Linked DNA regions of Gossypium hirsutum: region 2 is linked to region 1. The links are chromatin contacts, called in public Hi-C maps. All regions are on one chromosome and are shown on one strand. The core of a region is the stretch at or near the end of the contact, and the rest is flanking DNA. Distances in the headings are between cores, read along the strand shown.

What was found. Hi-C and Micro-C count contacts between places; a contact is called where the count stands out from the background.
Region 2: a contact with region 1 is called in a Hi-C map of leaf, with 4 times the contacts expected there. The contact joins the promoter of LOC121209907 here to the promoter of LOC107959405 in region 1. A contact is called at or near these places in 6 of 34 Hi-C or Micro-C datasets (callus, hypocotyl and leaf).

What each region holds. Positions count from the first base shown.
Region 1 is chrA11:61,226,620-61,233,744 of Gossypium_hirsutum_v2.1, forward strand. LOC107959405 (protein PHLOEM PROTEIN 2-LIKE A10-like) reads right to left here and starts at 1,385. Exons shown (of 1, transcript XM_016895466.1): 1 at 840-1,385. The coding sequence starts at 1,385. The coding sequence ends at 840. LOC107959395 (putative threonine aspartase) reads left to right here and starts at 3,447. Exons shown (of 5, transcript XM_016895457.1): 1 at 3,447-3,545; 2 at 3,708-3,871; 3 at 4,321-4,444; 4 at 4,531-4,635; 5 at 4,746-4,772. The coding sequence starts at 3,447. The coding sequence ends at 4,772.
Region 2 is chrA11:61,501,646-61,508,468 of Gossypium_hirsutum_v2.1, forward strand. It overlaps LOC121209907, which reads left to right and starts at 3,142. Exons shown (of 3, transcript XR_005905088.1): 1 at 3,142-6,799. It also overlaps the pseudogene LOC107893133.

The sequences.
Region 1 (7,125 bases), core at 135-2,634:
AATGGCCATTCTTTGACTCAACCTGGAACCCAAAAAAAAAAGGTCATCTCCCCTTAAATTAATCCAAGTTGCACTAAGTGTTGAGTGTGCATCCAATATGAATATGTGCATGATGCAAATAAGCAACTAAAGTCAACCGGAAATACATGTAAGAGAAAATTTCAAAAAGAAAAAAACGAACAAAAGACGGTTTGCATTTATACCAGTTAGTACTGTTCCGCTGGCAACATTCAATGAAATGTAGCAAATTTGCAGTCGACGTATGGCATGGATTAAAATGCTTCTTTCTGGTTGCAGAAGTAAATGTGAGCCATTAAAGGCACTTCATTAGCACTAGAGTAGTAGAGTTGTAGGCCATAGCAGAAGCACCACGTTGAAGCTTACTATACAATTGTTGCAGATTAGGCATGAGCTAAACAACTATTACTCTTATTCGAGAATGAAAACTAAATTGAATCGACTCCATAGGCTTAAAATACTTGTAAATACAAAGATTTTATAAATGCCAAATATATACAAGTAATGAAGCTAAAGATTAATTATTACAAATTCCAACATGCATTTTATTCATGAAAGCAACTTAACATAGAGCGAAGAAATGAACACATGGAGGCGTTGGTGAAAACTATAGGATGACATGACTTTGTGAAACAACTTGTGCTAGCACCAAGATCCAAACACCACCAAGAATGTGCAAGCACAGAGACAGACATATGGTGGCAAAAACTGAAGACTTTGCACTAACATATCTCACTATCTCAAGACCACCTTCAACGATAGCTTCTTGAGCAACCTTGACACATTTTTTCATGTCTTGACATACCATCTCCAACAAAACTTCAAGGAATGCTAACTATTTCGAATGCAATCCTTCCACTCATATCAACAACAAATTTCTCATTTCTTGGCTCTGATAAAGTTGATGACACTTTTCTAACCCACCCATCATCATCATCATCATCATTGACATCATCAGGTGAGTCCTTTGAACTATTAGAATTTGTCAAAACTTGATGAGATATTTTGACAAGAGCCTCCATTGCACCATTAGAAGTAGTGATCAACAAGTTCCTCAGTTGTGTTGCATGGTCGGGGTTAGTCAACCCTGCAAAGAGCTCATCAAAAGTGTTGACATCTTTAGTCATTTCAAGATAAACGCCCACCATAGAGTTAACAAAAACTTGAATACAATCACCAATCAGCTCCCTAAACTCATCACCACACACCAAATTCAGCCAGCACGGAGTCAATTTTGAGTTCGAATCTCCTTTAGATTGCAGTTCTTTACATGCTGCCATGACCAAATTCCTAGCAAAGCTTTCAACAACAGCGGAAGCAAAACCAGCACCAGCTTCAGTAAAAAGCTTATCCATAACTTGATCCATTGAACGAGATTTGGCATTTAAGGTATCACCACTTCTTGCCTCCGATTGATAACCACGTAAAATTCCCACAGTCAGGCCTTGTGTAACCCTTGCTATGGACTGTGAAAATTCATTGGACTTGGTGATTTTCGAAACTTGTTTCAAAGTATTAGGAATTTGGTCTAATTTTGATAGGAGAAAACCATTCAAATCATTAGAAACAACTCTTATTATTTTAGCACAATCAGAGATGGCTTAAGTAATGGAAACCAAAGCTCCTAAAAGCTTTAAAACTCTGTTTCTCTTTTGAGTTATAGCAGGAAAGTGATAAACTCTATAGAAACCATAACTGGTTAAACCAAAAATCGCCATTAAAGCAACCCATTTCTTCTTCTTTTGGGAAAAATCCAAACCCTTTAAAGCCAATTACAGCTCCATAAGTTGCTAAGACAAAACTCTTCGAAAAAAGCCAAGAAAACTCACCTCAAACTCAAATGAAGTCTCCCTCTTCCTTCAAATGAAGTCTTCTAACCCACATATATAAAAGAAAATAAGCAAAGTTTTTTTTTTTCAATCTAAGGTAAATGGTTATTACAAGTACAAAGAACATGAAAAGGAAGAGATAAAAACAGAAACAAGATCAAACTTAAACTATATTGTAGAATGCAAAGACGTCAAAGCAGTTGCAGAATAATAGAGCAGTCTGTCGCAGGGATAATATTTGATTTGCATATAATATTTATTTATGCAAAAAAAAAAAAGGAAAGAGAGGAATGATAAGCAAATTCAAGCATTCATTATTAGGTTTTTGAAGTTCTTAAGTTTCAACGACCACCAGAAAATTTACAACACGTTTGGTTGGCATGAATAGCCAAACTATTCCTGGATGATTCGGTGATAAGCAGCTATTCATTAGTTTGGTTCACTGAATCCTCCATTCGACAGAATTTCATTCATCTCCCATTCCGCCTCTTCCCGTAATAGCCATTCCCCACCTGATTTAAAGAATAGCAATACAGAGCCTCCACCGAATAAGAAAAAAAACATAACCTCCCATTCTTGCCCTTTACCACTCTCCCTCAGCAAACACCTCAAGCCACCACACCCCAACCCTGTCTCCTAGTTCTCGTTTAGTTATTCTCATCCCACGACCATCATCGACAGAGATCTCGACATTATAAAAAGCATCCCCAAAGTTGAGACGAGTAAGGTTATTATTTCCCTCAATCTCACCTCCATTGTGAGAATTTCATCTCTTTACTTCTCTGCTTGTATTTCACTAGAAAGGGGTTGTGAAAAAAATGAGTTTTCGAAAAAAAATTGGTCAACTGGTTGATCCGATTATTTTAGGGCAATTTAGGGTTAGAAAACTAAGCTTGGTTTATTCGAATTGTTGGGCATTTCTGTTTATTGTAAGGGATTTCAGGTTGCTTGTCTCAATAGTAAGAGATTTCAATTTCAGGTTGGAATTTGTTGTTTGTGGTAAATGGGTTGAAGGGGTTTTGGATTTTGAGCTTTGAATCAGTTATAGAGTTTTTGAGCAAGAAAAAGAAAAAGAAAATAGAGGCGGGGGAGATGAGGAAATCGTTTTACTGGTAAATTTGCCATTACTTTACTTCTTCTTCTTTTTTTTCAATTTTGATTCTGAAATGTTGGGCTAGTTACAGTGTAAGCTGAACAAAGCATTTCAGCTGAAAAAATCTTTGAGGTTAAATTAAAGAGAAATTCGACATATGTGTTAATAAGCTTTGTTTATTTTTGAATCTTAATGCTTAGAGAATCATAAGTTATTTGATGGGTTATTTGATTGCTTAGTGTTTCAACAATCTTAGCATCTGTACCAGCATTCATGATTTTCTCTTAGCAATGAAGACTCTGTATATCTATAATTAGTAGTGTGAATTGTATTGATTTCACCGATATTTGATTGCTTACAAAATTGGTGGATGTTTCTTTGAGTCGTTTCTGCATTTACTTATTTTTTATCATTTTCATTTAAGATTTGCCCCCCCAAATAATTTTGGAGATGTATTTCATATCAATAAGCTTGGACAATATTTTTAACCGAAATTATGCATCTATATGTCAGGCTCACATGCTCAAACTTATGATACTTTGAAGGGCAACAGTGGTGGTCAATCATGTATGCTCAGCCTATCAGAAGATAATATCCTGGACACTGTGGGAGTCATTTGTGTTGACACTGAAAGAAATATAGCATAGGAGCCTCCAGTGGTGGTATTGTACTGAAGGTGATAACTACTAGACGAAACTGTATTTCTTAGTTCATTCCTTTTTGAGGCTATATGATTTATGATACACTTTTTCCCACAATTGTGATAGGTCTCTGGTCGTGTGGGATTAGCAGCAATGTATGGTGCAGGCTGTTGGGCCTCCTCAAAAGGACCCTTTGGGGCTCGTTTCATAGTTGGTTGTTGTGTTAGCGGTGCTGGAGAACACCTAATGAAAGGATTTTCAGCTCGGGAGTGCTGTGTCTCATCGTCACTGTAGGATTCTTTTGGATTTATATGACTAACAGGAATTTGTTCCCTTTACATGAAGAAAGTTTTAGTTATCCTAAATGGACCTTGTCGAGTTAGGTTGTCTCTGCTTGTATCTCTTTTTATTAATACAAAAGTAGTATAATAGGATACGATCTTTTGAAACATTAATTGTCTACTTGATTCTGAGCATGGGTGTTGAAATCGGTAAGGGTCTATGTTTGGTGAGAACTAGAAGTGATAAATCATATAATAGAAGTTGAATTTGTTCGATCTTAAATTATTTGCTTAAATTCGAAGATTTATCATCTTTGATCCCATTTAGAATATTTAAGGTAAGCTAAAAGGAAAAATGAAGGACACAAGTAAATAATTTTGGCTGCCTTTGAAACATACATTAGATTCATTGCAATTTGCAATACTTGGGGTACTAATAAGGTCATTTTCATGCTTAGCTCACAGGCAGGTCCTGCCTCTGCTTGCATGAAAGTTCTTTGCTTTGTTACTCAAGATAGTAATCAAGCTGATACTGATAAAAGTGTTGGGATTTTAATTGTGCAAGCGGATGCTCCTATCAGGGCGAGGTTTCAATTAAACCACAATATATCTCTCAAAAAAAATTATATTTATCGGATTAGTTTTTATATGTGAATTTATTGGTTTAGGTTCCAGGAAATCCTCCAAAACTGAAAGTTATAGAAATTGCAGCTGCGTACTCATCCTTGTCTTTTGGGATAGTATATTTTGGAAGTGGCATGGAAAGGCCTAAGGTATGATGCTTGCAATTAAAACATGTTTTTGGAGTAGATGGTATATTCATTGATGTAGCAAATTATAAGGTATGGTTAAGATACTGCATTATCTATGTATGGTTATGAAGTTCCATTTATTTCTGGCAATGCTTTGACAGCTATTAAAAATGAAAAGAAGTTGCATTATCTACATACACTCTTTATCTGTTGTTTATGCTTTTTTTTCTTAATTCAGGTTTCTATTCTTAGAAAATTTTTAAAAATTTTAAATTAGTAAAGATAAAATTGCACTTTGGCCCCCCTAAATTATAAAAGTTCAATTTAATCCTTTACAAATTATAAAAATATAAACTATAAAAAATTAAAATTTCATCCGCCCCCTAAAAAAATTTTCTGGCTTCACCCCCGGTCTGAATGGTTCCTCTAAAAGGATAGTTAGCTCAACCAATACATAGCTTTCATCATCATTGTTGAAGGTGAAATTAAATGCATTGCCTCTAATGTTTATGCCTTATTCCAATGTTATGAATGGTGTTGATTAGTCACCATTCAAGAATGTGAATTAAAATTATATTCAATATTATTTGAAGTAGAAGGTTTAACTGAGGATGAGCGCTATCGCACATTGACCAAAATTTCAGATCATTACTTCTAATATTTTGTTTTTTATTATAGAATAATTAAATTATTTGTTTCACTAATGAAATTTTAGCACATTAAATATGTATTGCAATTTAAAAATAATAAAGTAGATTATATATAATTTTTATAGTATTATATATTATGATTTTTTAATTCATATAATAATTATATTAAGAATGTTATTAAATTGTATTTTATATTAAATTATATTTAATAATAATTATGTTAAAATATGGTTAAATTATTTATTATTTTTAATAAAATATATTTAACAATAATTTTATTAAAATTTAATAACACTAACAATAATCATCTATCTAACAAAATTTCTGCTAAGGGTACTTTGGTCATTTAAGTCTTTTTTCTTATACTATTACAACATCTATTCCATTCAACCAAACACAAGAATTCTATTACAGCTCTATTCCATTCCATTCAACCAAACAATTAAATTACTGATTACAGCTCTATTCCATTACAGCTCTATTTAATTACAGTCCTATTCCATTACAGTGAATCAAACGTGCTGTTAAAGTATGTCACCAAACTAATAATAATAATAATAAAAGGCGGACCTTTGCGATTGGACTCCAATGGGCCTACACGCTCACAGTTTTCAGCTTGTTTTAGTTTATAATTCACACACATACCTCAAATTTACACCTCATTACTTTTCCATCATGCTTCCTTTCGGGTAAATACATAATCAATTTAATTAAAACATTTTTTTAGTATATCAATTTTTTTATTAAATTGAAAATCATTTGAACTGATGGCAACTATCCGAGCTAACTAATGTCATTATAAAAATGGAAAATCAAATTATGTCCAATTAAAATATAAAGATTAAATCTCAATTTGAGAATAATAAAGAGATCAAAATTGTGATTTGACCATTGTATTGGGTAAATAAAACAAATGAACACTTGTCATGGGGAGAAGGCCCCCTTACATATACAAAGTATAATTAAAATTATAGTTTGGTCCCTCTGCTATGTTTAAGTTCAAGATTTAGTATTTATACTTTATTCTAACATAATTCGGTTCCAATACTTTCATAACATCATTTGTAATGCTTTAATTTTTTTTCGCATAGTAAGTGATACTACTCTGGGACTTGTTATAATGAAATTTTAAAAAATATTTAAATATAAGACAAATAACGGAATTTTAAAGGAATTATAATGATTTGTGGTCGAAAATCAATGAAGACTTTCTCTTTTCACTTCTTCATTCTCTTTCTCAAATCCCACAAAAATCTTCCCTATTCACCTTATTTTCTTGCAAAAATCTTGTAGAATCCCCATTTGTAAACTTGGTTCCATCTTCAACATATTTCCATGAAAGGTAAGGTTTTTCTTGAGCTAGAGAGAGAAAGCTTGAGTTAGTGTGAGAAAGTGAAAAACAAACAGTTAATAAGTGGGTGGTAAAACTTTGAGTAAGAGAATTCTTGGACTAATAAAGTAGAGAAATTTCATGACTTTTCTCTTTCAAAGGTAAGTACTCAAGGAATTGTCTTTACTTTAGAATTTAAATGACTAAATGCTAAATTGGGACTAAATATTAATAATCATAAGTGAATGAAATATTTTAATGGAAATGGAAATAGAGACAAGAGTAAGATGTGAATATTTTAAATTTTATTTATTTAAATTTAATAAGTTATTTTTATACAATAATTATTTTTAAATTTTAGACATATATTTTATTTTTAAAATATAATTAAATCTTATTTTATGAATTTTGTTCAAATAATCTAAAAAACATATTGATGAGAGATGACTTCTCGTACATTTTAACTTACTAAATATTTAATTACATTATATAATATTTATTATAAATTATTTATACTAATTTCAATTACAT
Region 2 (6,823 bases), core at 1,892-4,391, 280 kb after region 1:
AACCAGGGGAATTCTATAGACAAAATATCATTTAAAAGCACGTTGCAGCGGTTGCAATTTTATTGAAATAACTGTACGGTTGAGAAAACAAAATGAACCAGCATTCAGAACATCTTTTCGATCCATCAGTCATGAACTGTACAAGGCTTAAAACTGCTAAAAGAAGCTTCCAAGAGAAAAGAAAGCAACACGTGGAATAACAACTAAAATGCTGCTAGCTTTCCATCACTACGAATTGGGACGAGAGGCCCACCCTACAGGCAAAGCAGAATAGCACCCCTACTTGCATGATTATATCAAGCATACGATGAAGTAAATGCTCAATAAACCACCAAATGAACACAACATAGAAGTAATCAATATCAACTAAAATGAGAAAAAAAAAATGAGAAAGTTTCACTAAGAACTCTTCTTCTTTGACCTCGAATAAAAACTGAGGTACCATCTCACTAACTTCTTCAACCCTGCCTCCAAATCAGTCGCCGGCTTGTAACCGAGCTCCATCATTGCTAAGGTAATATTGGCGTGTGTAAACTCCACATCCCCATTTCTTGGTAATGGCACTACTTTCTTCTTAGCTTTCACCTTTAAAATCTTCTCCAATATACTAACCAACGTACTCACAGGTACAGGCGAAGTATTCCCCAAATTAAAAATCCTCAATTGTGCAGGCCCTCTTTTCTTTCCCCCACTCCCTGTACTCTTCTTTGCCGTATCCAATGCTCCCAAACACCCTTTCACTATATCATCGATATAGGTAAAATCTCTAGCCACACTACCCTTATCTGGTGATTCATATACAGTGATAGTTTTACCTTTCATTATATCTTTAGTGAAAAATAAATATGCCATATCGAGCCGACCCCAGGGACCATAAACCGTGAAGAATCGCAATCCAGTTAATGAAAGTCCATAAATATGATTATAAGTATGCGCAATTTCCTCACCAGCTTTCTTTGTAGCAGCATATAAACTAGCAGGTTGATCAGTTCTATCTTTCTCTGAAAATAGGACCTTAGAATTCAAGCCGTATACCGAACTTGAAGATGCCCAGATAATTGCCGGTTGAAGGTTGGCCGATTTCGACACTCCAGTAAGTTCACAAATCCAGCAATGTTACTATGAACATAAGATCCTGGGTTTTGCATAGCGTAACGAACACCTGCCTGAGCTGCTAAATGCATTACGTGAGTAAACAAAACGGCATCGAACAGTTGCTCGAGAAGACCCTTGTCGTTGATGTCGCCTTCGACGACAAAAACCCAAGCTTTTTCGAGGATCTTCTGGCGAGCCCTTTTCAGGGTTGGATCATAGTAATGGTTAAAGTTGTCAAGGCCAAGGACACCGTCTCCACGGCGTTTAAGAGCGAGGGAAACATGGGTTCCGACGAAACCGGCGGCGCCGGTCACAAGGACGGTGTTACCGGTGGTAGAGCGAGGACGGGCAGATTTGCGGATTAGTTTGTGGGAAAGAGAGAGTGGGGTGCGGTGGGACCCAGTAGATAGGTGGCGGCGCAACGATGGTTTGGAAGAAGGGGAGTAAAGTAGGAGGAGGAAGATAAGGAGGACGGAAAGGAAAAGGGTGGAATAAAGGGTTAGCTTGGAAAGAGAGGAAGATGCGGCGGAGGAGTTGAAACGGAAAGCTTTGTCGGGTTTGTATTTGCCAGGAGTGGATGGAATGTTGTCAAGGTGTGACATTTGGAACAATATAAGATGGGATTTAGGATTAGGGTTCAGATTTTTAGTGGTGACGGCGGTGGCGGCGACAGCGGAGAAAGAGGAGGAAGAAAAAAAAGGAAGGTTTGGCTTTTTTTTATACAAATAACCTTAAAAAAAATTAATTAACAAAATGACTTAAGGAAAAAATTATTTAAGGAAATAACCTATTTTGAACAATGTAATTTAGCGTCCTCGATTGGTTAGATGGCACCATCTACTTTTCAGTTAGCATCTTTAACTAATCATTTGGTTTTAAAGAAAATAAAAATTTTGATATCATGATTGTGTCAAGTGCCATTTATATATTTTTAAAATATGAGTGAAAATAATATTTGTAGCATCAATCATTTAAAAAAAATATTTGTATTTTTAAATATACATGAGAAAATATAAAAAAAAATATTTTATGGATGCAATCGGTATATTAGGTGGCATCAGTGAAAATTAAAAAATAAGTAACATAAAAAGAAAAAAAGCAGAAAGAATTTTAGTAGTTTATTTTTCTGTTTCACTTTTTTTTTAATTTTTATTAGTGCCACTTGGCACACGAATGCCACCTATAAAATAATAGTATTTTTTGTATTCTCTTTTGGTGTAAATTCGAAAATACAAATATCAATTTTTAAATTTATATATTTGAAATGTTATTTAGACATGACAAATAATTGCAAATTTAATTTTGTTTGGTAAAAAGAAATTGAAAGTAGATATTGGGTTTTAAAAAACATTATTTATGTTATTAATTGATAGTTATAATTGTAATATATAGGTATTTGAATAGTTAAGGTACAAGTCTTGTTATATATAATTGTTTAAGCTCCTAGTTTTATTTTATGTGAGTTTTACTTTGATGGATTGATTTTAGTCTAAATTATTAGGATTCTTAGTTTATTTGTGTTATATATTAATTTGATTTTACTTTATAGTTTATTAGGCATGTATTTGTAATTATATTATAATTGTATTGAATTTATATTGTAAACTCTAAAAAAGTCAAGAATGCTCTCTCTTAGTCTCTTAGATAAATAGCGCTGCCTGTGGATGGGTCTGAGTAAAGTGGTGACTTTAAAGGGAATGGAGAAGGATGATATCTCTCTCTTGAAGGAGGAACTGATTCAGTCGTCCGTTAAAAGCTTGCTGGTAGTTCCAGGTGAAAAACCGACGTTGTTATGCATTGTGTGGATTAAAAAATCTCACAATCCAGATAGTTTTCAAGCTTAATTAAAAAGTATTTGGCAGACTAAGAAGAAATTTGAGATATAGGTTACAAGATAAATTTTGTTTTAAATTTCATTTGAAGATGAAGAGGATCTGGAGTTGACTTTGGAGGGACAATCATGGCTTTTTTTATGGCAATTGATTATTTTTGATAAATTATTGGAATCGATGGAACGAAGCAAAATAGATTAGTGGCGTCTCTTTTTTGGGTCAAAGGGGGTCCTTGTCCCTCAGAGTGTGATTGAAAGGATCTTATGCAAGCAATTGGATCCACCTCTAGGGGAGTGCTTAGATCGAAAGTCAAAGGTGATTTTTATAGGATTAAATTGTAGATGAATGTGCAAACACCTTTAAGAAGGGGATTTTTATTCTAACTGAGTCGCAATAGAGAATTTGGGTCCATGAAAATTTGCATGGAGTTTACTTTAGGTGTGGACAGATGGGGCATAGTATTAACGAGTGTATCAAGGTTACACTAAAGGTTAAAGACCTACCCGAGGATGAGTTACCATATTCGCTGGCTCTTAAGGCAAAATTAAATTTCTTGGGTAGAAAGAGTTTAAAGCTAAAATCCGTTGCGAGGAAATCAATGAAGCAATGGTCGTATACTAGAGCAGATGAAGAAAATGTGGCGGCACAATAAAATTAGTGAGGTCAGTCCATTCTCTAGGAGTGGAGGCAAACGTCAAATCGACGAAAATGAGAGCTGTGGTGGAGTTTGAGTTTGACTCGAAAACTATTAGTGTGAGGAGAGATTTCAGGAATGGCTTGGTTGATAAGGATTGTGAAACTGATAAAATCTTTCCAAGACTTTGATTGGGAAAATATGGATCATGATGAATCTCTTAATGAGATAGGGCACAATATGAAAGTGGATGAGGTCTAATCTGAGGTCATGCGTTCATGGAAAAAGAAAAAAGACATGAGAGGAAATTGACGAGTAGGGGAATTTTTCCAAGCATTGAGAATGGAAAAAGAGCGAAAATTGTTGAGAAAGACTCAGATGATTTAATGACTATCGTTACAGAAAGGAATTCTTCGAAGTAAGATTTAGCTTCACTTTATCAGGGATCGACGGCTGCCAAGAGCCAAGCCAACCAGGCGTAATGAAAATCATATGTTGGAATGTCCATGGTTTAAGGGGTCCATAGGCAGTGCATCGTCTTCAACATGTGCTGAAGCAATTCAGTCTCCAAATCGTCTTTTTCATGGAGACAAAACTTGATGGGAGAAAGGTAGAAAGGGTAAGAAAATGTTGTGGTTTTATTAATAGGATAGACATAAGGGCTAAGGGAACTAAAAGGAGCATGGAAGGAAAAGACGTCCATTGATTTGAGATGTTATGCATCAAAATTTATTGATGTGGTGGTTAGAAGCTGTGAAAAGGATTGGCACTTCACAGGTTTTTATAATTCCCAGTTTGCAAGTCAAATGAGTAATTCATGGAATGATCTTAAAAGGCTAGGGTTGAATACTGATCTCTCGTGGCTTGTTTGTGGAGGCCTTAATAAAATTATGTACGCTTTTGAGAAGAACGAGGGTTTGCCTAGGGAAGAAATGAAAATGGAGTTGTTTAGAGAAACATTGGAGGATTGTCAACTTTTTGATAAAGGGTACTCGAGGCCATGATTTACTTCGGAGTAAGACAATATGCCTGAAACAAATATTAGGGAAATGTTAAACAAGGGGTGGCAAATGAAGATTGGTTAAAAAGTTTCCCAAATACATTGATTTGTCATTTACCACATTCTTCCTCAGATCATTGCCCCCTATTAGTGCAATTAGGTCATAAGGAAGGAGGGAAAGTAGTTAGCGATTTTAAATTTGAAGCTTGGTGGACTATGGAAGACTCGTTCGAAGGGGAAGTAAAAAAAATATGGAAAATGACTAAGGGGGATATCTTTTCAAAATTAAAGAGGCTTCAGTTCGATTTGAGAGGATGGACTAGACGTATTAAGGGGAAAAGGAATAAGTTTAAAAAGCATTTGACTAGGAAGCTAGAGAGCTTAATGGCAACCAATCATGACGATGATAATTTGGTAGATTTTATTGATACAAAAATTCAATTCAATATGGAAATTAAGAAGGACGAGGTGTTTTAAGAGCAAAGGGCAAGAGCAAATTAGTTTAAAGCTAGGTATAAGAATACGTCTTTCATAAATTTGCCTCTCAATAAAAGAGAATGAATACTATTAAATGTTTGGCTTATGGTGGTGGTAGAACTGGAAATCACAATGAAATGAAAAACATAGCGAGGAATTTCTTTTGGAATCTTTTCACATCAAAAAGAGGGGCAATGAGGATGGACCATATTTTATCGGGAGTTGAAAAATGTATCTCTGAAGAAGCTAATATGGCTTTAACTACAGCATATAAGAAGAGAGAAGGTTTTAGAACTTTAAGAGATATGGGCCCCACTAAGGCACCAGGGTTGATAGTTTTCCAGCTATCTTTTTCCAAAGATGTTGGCATATTATGGGTAAAGAGGTAAGCCAATATTGCTTAGGAGTTCTTGATAATGATTTGGATTTTAAACCTATGAATGTCACAAACATTTTTCTGATTTTAAAAATTCCAAATCCTACTAGTATGGCAAACTTTAGACCAATTAGCCTTTGTAATGTTATATACGAAGTGATTGCTAAAATGGTTGCTAATCGCTTTCAAAAGGCCTTGGAGGATTACATTGATAGTTCACAGAGTGTCTTTGTGTCGGAGAGATTGATTTCAAATAATGTATTACTTGCCCATGAAATTCTTCACACATTTGGTCAGAAAAGGAGTGGTAGGAAAGGTCTAATGGCATTTAAGTTGGACATGAATAAAACATACGATAGAGTGAATAGGGTTTTGTGTGTGCTATAATAGAGAAAATGCGTTTTCATCTGGCTTGGGCAAATTTAGTGTTGAAGTGTATATCATCAATATCGTACTCAGTTAGTATAAATTGAAGGGTGAGAAGATCTTTTCAACAAACTAGAGGACTCCGATAAGGGGACCAAGTCCTTTTCTCTTTCTTATATATAGTAAAGAGCTTTTGTCCCTTATGCAGCTTGCTACGAAAGAGGAGTTAGTAAAAAAGGTTAAAGCGAGTAAAAGCGAGCCACAGGTTTCCCATCTTCTTTTTGCAAATAATTGTATACTTTTTGGCAAGGCGACAATGAAAAGAACTAATGTCTCAAAAAATATTTTGAAGGAGTATGAAGTTAGTTGGGGACAATATGTGAACTTTGATAAGTCCACGATCTTCTTCAATACGAATACTTGTGAATTGATGCAAGTACAAATTTCTAGTGCTTTGGAGATAAGGTATTCGAATAACCCAAAAAAATATTTAGGTCTCCCTAATATGGTGGGTCAAAAGAAAAAAGCCTCTTCTCATATTTTCAAAGATCGTATAAAGCAAAAGATTGATAGCTGGAATACTAGGTTTTTATCTCTAGAAGGAAAGGAGGTGTCTATTAAGTCTATTTTACAGACCATTCCAACCTATTCGATGTCTTTTTTCTTTCTTCCAAAATCTTTGTGTGAGGAAATGGAGAATATAGTAGCACAATTTTGGTGGGAAAAAGGTCATGGAAAATGAGGAATGCATTGGTGTGAATGGGGTAAACAGTGCAAGTTGAAGGAGGATGAAGGTTTGGGTTTTAGAAGCTTTGCTAAATTTAATGTGGCGCTCCTCGCCAAACAAGGGTGGAGACTTATTTCTAATCCTAATTCATTATTGGGTAAGGTGTTGAAAGCAAAATATTACCCAAATTCAGATTTTCTAAACTCAAGTTTTATGGCAGGAGTGTCCTATACGTGGAGAAGTATCTGGGCAGCGAAGAAGACATTACAAGATGGTCTGTACTGAAGGATAGGTACAGGCAACAATATCTATATCT